2 separate regions of the Mus musculus genome follow, and region 1 is linked to region 2. The links are chromatin contacts, called in public Hi-C maps. All regions are on one chromosome and are shown on one strand. The core of a region is the stretch at or near the end of the contact, and the rest is flanking DNA. Distances in the headings are between cores, read along the strand shown.

Evidence for each region. A called contact is a pair of places that touch in the nucleus more often than the background predicts.
Region 1: a Hi-C map of double positive thymocytes shows a contact between it and region 2, with 1.4 times the contacts expected there. The contact joins two enhancer-like sites. A contact is called at or near these places in 12 of 484 Hi-C or Micro-C datasets (CD4 T cells, the HL-1 cell line, Kupffer cells and 6 more) and 2 of 115 datasets of contacts at active chromatin or transcription factors (DN3 thymocytes and fibro-adipogenic progenitors).

Annotation. Positions count from the first base shown.
Region 1 is chr1:183,178,785-183,182,046 of GRCm38.p6, forward strand. The region is part of intron 2 of Disp1 (dispatched RND transporter family member 1); the gene reads right to left. Among named protein-coding and RNA genes, the nearest start is that of Disp1, 41 kb to the right of the region's middle. Within about 2 kb of position 1,662, at least 37 of the 459 cell types and tissues checked have an H3K27ac peak or open chromatin away from gene starts, as enhancers often do. A contact at or near this core is called in Th2 cells and double positive thymocytes, where this site is marked.
Region 2 is chr1:183,112,414-183,115,447 of GRCm38.p6, forward strand. All of the region lies in intron 4 of Disp1 (dispatched RND transporter family member 1), which reads right to left. Among named protein-coding and RNA genes, the nearest start is that of Gm33747, 48 kb to the left of the region's middle. Within about 2 kb of position 1,463, at least 83 of the 459 cell types and tissues checked have an H3K27ac peak or open chromatin away from gene starts, as enhancers often do. A contact at or near this core is called in Th2 cells and double positive thymocytes, where this site is marked.

The sequences.
Region 1 (3,262 bases), core at 412-2,911, 67 kb after region 2:
GCCTCTTAGAGGTAAATTATTCACAATGAAATACACTGCACCAGAGACCATAAAACCCAGGCTCTTCTTCCAGCTTTGCCACCCACTATTGATGAGACATTGACAAGTTACTTGAATGCTCAGAGGCCCATTTCTTTCTCTAAATAATGAACTCCTTCAGGAAGACAGTTTCTGAAGTCCCTTCACACTCAAGTCAGTGACACTACACTCTGTCCAATAAATGAAGTCATGGTAGCCCTCAGCAGAGAAGTTATCAGCAAGTTTTAAAAGACCAACATAAAAGGAACAAAATTAGCTCACGAAAGCAACTGTTCAAGTACCTCCATGAGAACACGATAATTGCCTGACTACAGACAATGAATATGCAAATAACAACTATAAATGGTCAAGCCACTGTAGCAGTACATATAAAATTTCACATTATTGTGTTTGACTTAATTGCAACTATTGTATAGCTTGAGAATCAGTCCTTTCAAAGATACAGAAAGTGATAAATGGATATAAAATACTCTGGGCCTCTGCCACTGTCCCAGAGAGTCCGTCTCCTGATTAAGCTCCTGCATCTATGAAATGAACAATCAATTGTATGAAAGAAGAATCCATTTTTAATTTAAAAAAAAATAATAGAAGAAAAGTCACACCAAAGCTCCTGAGATCCATTCCTTCGCTGCACAGCCCTTTGCTGCACTCCTACTATGTGCCAACTCTGCTCTACCTAGGGATACAACTGTGAAATGAGAACCGGCCTCTTCCATTGCAGGCCAACACAGGGCTCTGCCCCGTGATGCTTTCTAACTCAGCCTGGCCTTCCAGAATTTGAGTAAACATAAAGTTTGTTTTGTACCTTTAAAATAAATACTCTGCTGCACTTGTGACTGGAAATGCAGAACGAACAGTGGTTTTCACTTTAACTGACAAAGACAGCTCCCTCTGAGGTCAACCCTGAACCTCGGTGGCCACAGCAAATGCAGTGCCTTTCCACCCCTCTCCTGTGTTGTAAACCAACGGGGACAGCGACAGAGTTAAGGGTGAAAACAGAATGGTATCTGGCTAAAAGTGCAAAGAAGGGTTAGGAACTACAGCCAGTAGATAGTGCTGTCAGGGCAGAGTGTGAGAGTCAGTCAGCAATACAGAGCCAGTGTCTCAACAATGTGCGCTTACAGAAACAAACCAAAACAGGGAGTGGGGACGTCCAGCATGACAGTAACACCTTGTCCCATAGAGCAGAGTTAGCTCCAAATGTCTACACTTCAAAGGCTTGAGTACAAAGAACTTGGCTCTCAAGTTTACTCTAAAACAAAAGACTATTTATATAAATTGCCAGCTCAGGTTTTTTTTTGGTTGTTTTTTTTTTTGTTTGTTTGTTTGTTTGTTTATTAAACAACAAAAGCCTTTAAGACTAGATGTTTAGAAGGTTATGGTCTTCCTATTCAGCTTTAAAAGATCCATTCCCTCATAAGATTGGAGAGAAAAGACTAAAACAAATATGTCCTCCTGGGTTTAAAAAAAAAGCCACAGTGAAGAAAATTTTCTTTTAAACAAAAATAATTCCCAGTTATGCCATGCAACAGCCTTCCTTACTTGCCTGATAGTATGAGAAACTCACCTTCAGAACTAGTACTAGAAACCACAACGACAACTGGCACACCTGAGGTAAATAAACCAGACTGAAACCAGTAAAGACCACTTCAAAAGCACACTTCTAAGAATAAAGTATGAGCTTATGAGCACAAAGTGAAGTTTTAATTACATCAGGGAAAAACAGACCACATTTTCTGAAGACAGAGGGGGAAAAAAAACCAAAACAGTAAGTTCCTTCCAAGGCATCAACACTTGGCTGTCCTCAACTGTCAACCTGGAGGACACGGGGGGTGGGGGGTGAGGGGGCTACTGTATAACATGGAGGGCACAGGGGGAGGAGACCTACTGTGTAACATGGGCATAGAGGGGAAGGAGACCTACTGTATAACATGGAGGGCACAGGGGGAGGAGACCTACTGTGTAACATGGGGGTAGAGGGGAAGGAGACCTACTGTGTAACATGGGGGCACAGGGAAGGAGACCTACTGTATAACATGGAGGGCACAGGGAAGGAAACCTACTGTGTAACATGGGGGCACAGGGAAGGAGACCTACTGTGTAACATGGAGGGCACAGGGAAAGAGACCTACTGTGTAACATGGAGGGCACAGGGAAGGAGACCTACTGTGTAACATGGAGAGCACAGGGGAAGGAGATCCAATGTTTTCCCAAGACTATGCACAGAGTTAATAATGTAATTTGGAAATGAGTCTTAAGGTTATCAAAACTTCCTGGTCCCCAGCTCATAAGCTCCCCCCACATGCTTGTTTCTAGCAGCCCAGTAACAGCAGCGATGGAGGCTCTCTCAGGCAGCAGGAGGCACAGCAAGGGTCTCATGTGAGGAACATACTTCACACTGCTACAGCTGACAGGTGTGAAAAACGAGCCAGACAAAGTCTGCAAGCTAATTTTGTAATTAGAAATGCTGAAATCTGTTCAGTACTGCTGCCTACACCCAAGGAGTTTTAAAACAAAGGAGCTATTTTTCTAACTGAGCAATTTTATTTTAAGTTATGGCTTTTTCTTATTGGAAAAAAAAAAGCTAGATGCTAATAGTTCACAGCAATTGAATAATTTATCAGATCCATACTCTAAACAGTAAAAAGCAAGAATATAGTTGCATAGCATATAGTCAAAGTGAAAACTGCAGATTCTACTTCCACTCCATCCCAACCACAGAGCAGGCAGTGAGGGCACCTAACACTGTAACTGTATCAGTTCCTTCATTCAAACCTATCACTCAATGCCAAGCAGGGGTCCTAGCAGGGATCAGAAAATAATGCCACACAGCTGACTTTTCCACTGTTAGAAAGTTGCAAACAAGTCGGAAGTGGTGGCGCATGCCTTTAATCTCAGCACTTGGGAGGCAGAGTCAGGCAGATTTCTGAGTTCGAGGCCAGCCTGGTCTACAGAGTGAGTTTCAGGACAGCCAGAGCTACAAAGAAAAAGAAAGAAAGGAAGGAAGAAAGGAAGGAAGGAAAGAAGGAAGGAAGTTAGTTGCAAACAGAGTCTAGAATGAGTACTGGGCATTGCATAGAGCTGTAGTAATCAATGTAATTAACTGATATAATTAATATGGACAAAATTCATGCACACACACATGCATGCATTTCTTAGCTTGGTTCCTGAAAACATGAGACTGGGGGGGAATCTCTAACAAATGACATGTCAGTAGCAACAT
Region 2 (3,034 bases), core at 213-2,712:
AACTGTTGGGGATGTCTGACCTTCACTCCCTGAGGAAGTGCAGGCTTCACTTTACTTTAGATATGCAGAAACTGCCAACATCAGCTGAAAAGAAAGACTGAGGTTACCACAAAGATGCTCCCTCCTAGAGAAACATTAGATTCTTTTGAAGTTTCTGTACTAACAGGCATGGCAAGCAGATGTTAGAAACATTCTCCCACGACACAGGTAAAACCTCTTGAAAGCGTCGCTCTTCAGGGCTGCTTTCTCTACCCCTCCTTCCTCAAGCTGATCCCGGGGAAAGTCTAACTTTGAGAGTGTCCCCTATGTCCATCAGAGCATCACATCTGCCCTTCAGTGTCCAGTGCTAATCAACAGCCAGGTTAAACAGACAGACAGACAGACAGACAGACACACACACACACACACACACACACACACACACACACACAATCTTTTGGAGGGTTAATTCACCTTTTGGTATCATGCCTGCTTCCAGACAGTCAAACCATTCAACTCAAGACACAACAGCCTTCAGCCGATTCAGTTAGACTTAGCCTTCTCCTTGCAGAGAAAAGAGGCCTCAGGACAGATAGCACTTGGACACTATGGGCACTATGGTGTGGTTCTTGACAGTTCCCTAGCCACAGACTCACTGCGTGCTAGTCTTTTCCTCAAGAAAGCATCAAACAGGCTTTTAAAAGCACTTGCAAACTAGAGTACCCATAAATAGTAACTGTCATCAGCACCTCAGCCAGGGAAGGGCAACAGTGCTAGAAAGCTCGGTTCCTGTCCTCTGATGGCCAGTGAGTGCCTGTGAACATACTACACACTCATGGTGCAACCAGTCAGTGGGGAGAGCAGGGAGGTGACTGGAGCTTTCAAAGAAGGTGGCAAGCAAAAGAAGTGGAGAAACAGCAAAGTTCACAGGAGACTAGGGCGAGGAAAGCAATGGCTTTAGGCTTGCTCCTCTTGATGTACTTTTCATACTTTTGGAAGAAGGAACCGTAGGACAAAGGAGTGAAGATACAATATGAAAACCCGCCTCCAGCTGGGTGTCTCTGGTAAGTGCAGAATGGCCACTGCAGGCAGCTCAGGGACAGCTCAGCCTTCTACATTCTAGCCAGCTCCCAGCAAGTGAGAAGACCAAACCTACAAAAGAGGGCTCTGGGTGTGTCTGAGCTCTACAGTAGGCTCCACAGCAAAGCCAGAAAGGCATCAAGCAGCACGGTGGGTCTCAGCAGTGGCACCACACAGTGCCGTGGCATCACTGTCAGGGGATACCCAGGAAGTGCTCGTGTGTCCCAGAAAGAATCTGAAATGAGGAGTCTGCACTTTGATGATCGCTCTTTCAAAGATTTCCAACAAAAACAAAACCATCCTTCGTCATTAAGTATTTGCATGAATCATCCCTGGCACACAGGCTCCATCTGAGCATGAAACAGATACCCGGAGACAAGCTAAGCCTGCACTCCAGAGCATTCCTCACGCACCACAGAGGAGTGTTTATGGTCTGTGTCAAGGGACTCGAGGGAAGACAGGAACCACAACCGTGTGTGTAGTGCATTTTCTGAATGCTTAAGAGATGCAGGCTAAAGATGTTGTCTATCTTGATATCAGAAGTAGCTGAACAGACGAGACACAAAATAAACCAAGAGGTGAGAAGAAAGTCAGAGTGGAGATTAACATTTGAGGAGCACCTGATAAACTGTATGCTTCCTAAACACTAAAAAAGTAAACTTAGCATATGCTTAATACATAAGAGGATAGTGAGATCAGAATAGTGAGATCAGAAGATATGTGGGAGGAGCAGGGGTTTATCCACACTTCATGAAAACGTCCCTGCATTACTCAAGACTTGGGGGCTAGCATGGGAGCGGCTTTCTGAAACTCACTGATCATTAACGACTCCTGTTAATGTAGTTCTTTTGGAAATCCATCAAGCATGGTTAAGTGATACAGACGACTCATGAGGAAACAGACAGAGCTCTTCCTTTAGCTTCTGTGACACTTGCTAATAGCTGAATATAAAAACTGACAGGGACCAGGGGTGGGACTCGGTGGCAGCACACTTGGTGAGGGTGTACAGACCCTGGAGTGATTCTCGGTACTGTGAAAGGGATGGCATAACTCCCACGGGCCCAATTGGCATGAGGCCTTTAGGACTGTAAGGAACCTCACGAGCCACTCATTCAAAGGAGAAAGAGGTCTCAAGCCGCTTAGTTACGAGCAGGAAAGCCGTGCCTAGAACCCACACCCAGCCCTGGAAAAGCAGCTGTACACTGAGGCCTCAGTGCTTGTTAGCTGAGAAAGGACAGAAGGCGGAGTGGGGAAAGCTGTCTCAGCAGCAACTGTTCCAGGCAGACAAGAGGGTGTGTGTGCAGGGTGCTCACTGAGGTCAGGGGTGAGTGCCAATCTAGCAGCAAGGATGATGCCTAAATGAATGGTGCTGTGCCCCATGCCATGAGACGCTGCAGAGAATACACACACACACACACACTGACATGGAAAGGGCTACATGGCAAAGCTAAGTGTCCAGCAAGTTATACATTGGTTATGTGAACCACGTACAAACGCACAGATGCATTTATGAAGAGGGAAGGGAACAAACCAAACTAGTTTATCATAGAGGACACAGGACGGATGGGAAGAGAATCAGGAAAGGCCACTACCTTGAATGGTTTCAGTTTTTTAAGACTACCATGTAGACTAAAAGAAGCAGCATTCTACCCCGATAAGAAGCTTTCAAAGAACTTAAAATAGATTGAATTTAAAAACTATTCTTAATCCTATTTAAGCCTAATATTTACTACACCTAAACTAAGTGTTACCAAGAGAGACAGGAGGCAAGGCATGGAAGCAGTGCTGCCCACTTCCTGCCCTGGGCATTCCTGAAGCAGCGTGCGTGCACACAGCCACCAAGAGCCTGAACGCGGAGGAGAGATCAAGAGATGGGAACAAGAAGCGGCTCAAGCTCCAAAAGCAAGAACTGCTCTGGTAGAAGCTGCTGCTATGGAGGAGCTGCTATGGAGGACTGAGCTGATAGGCCTGGGCA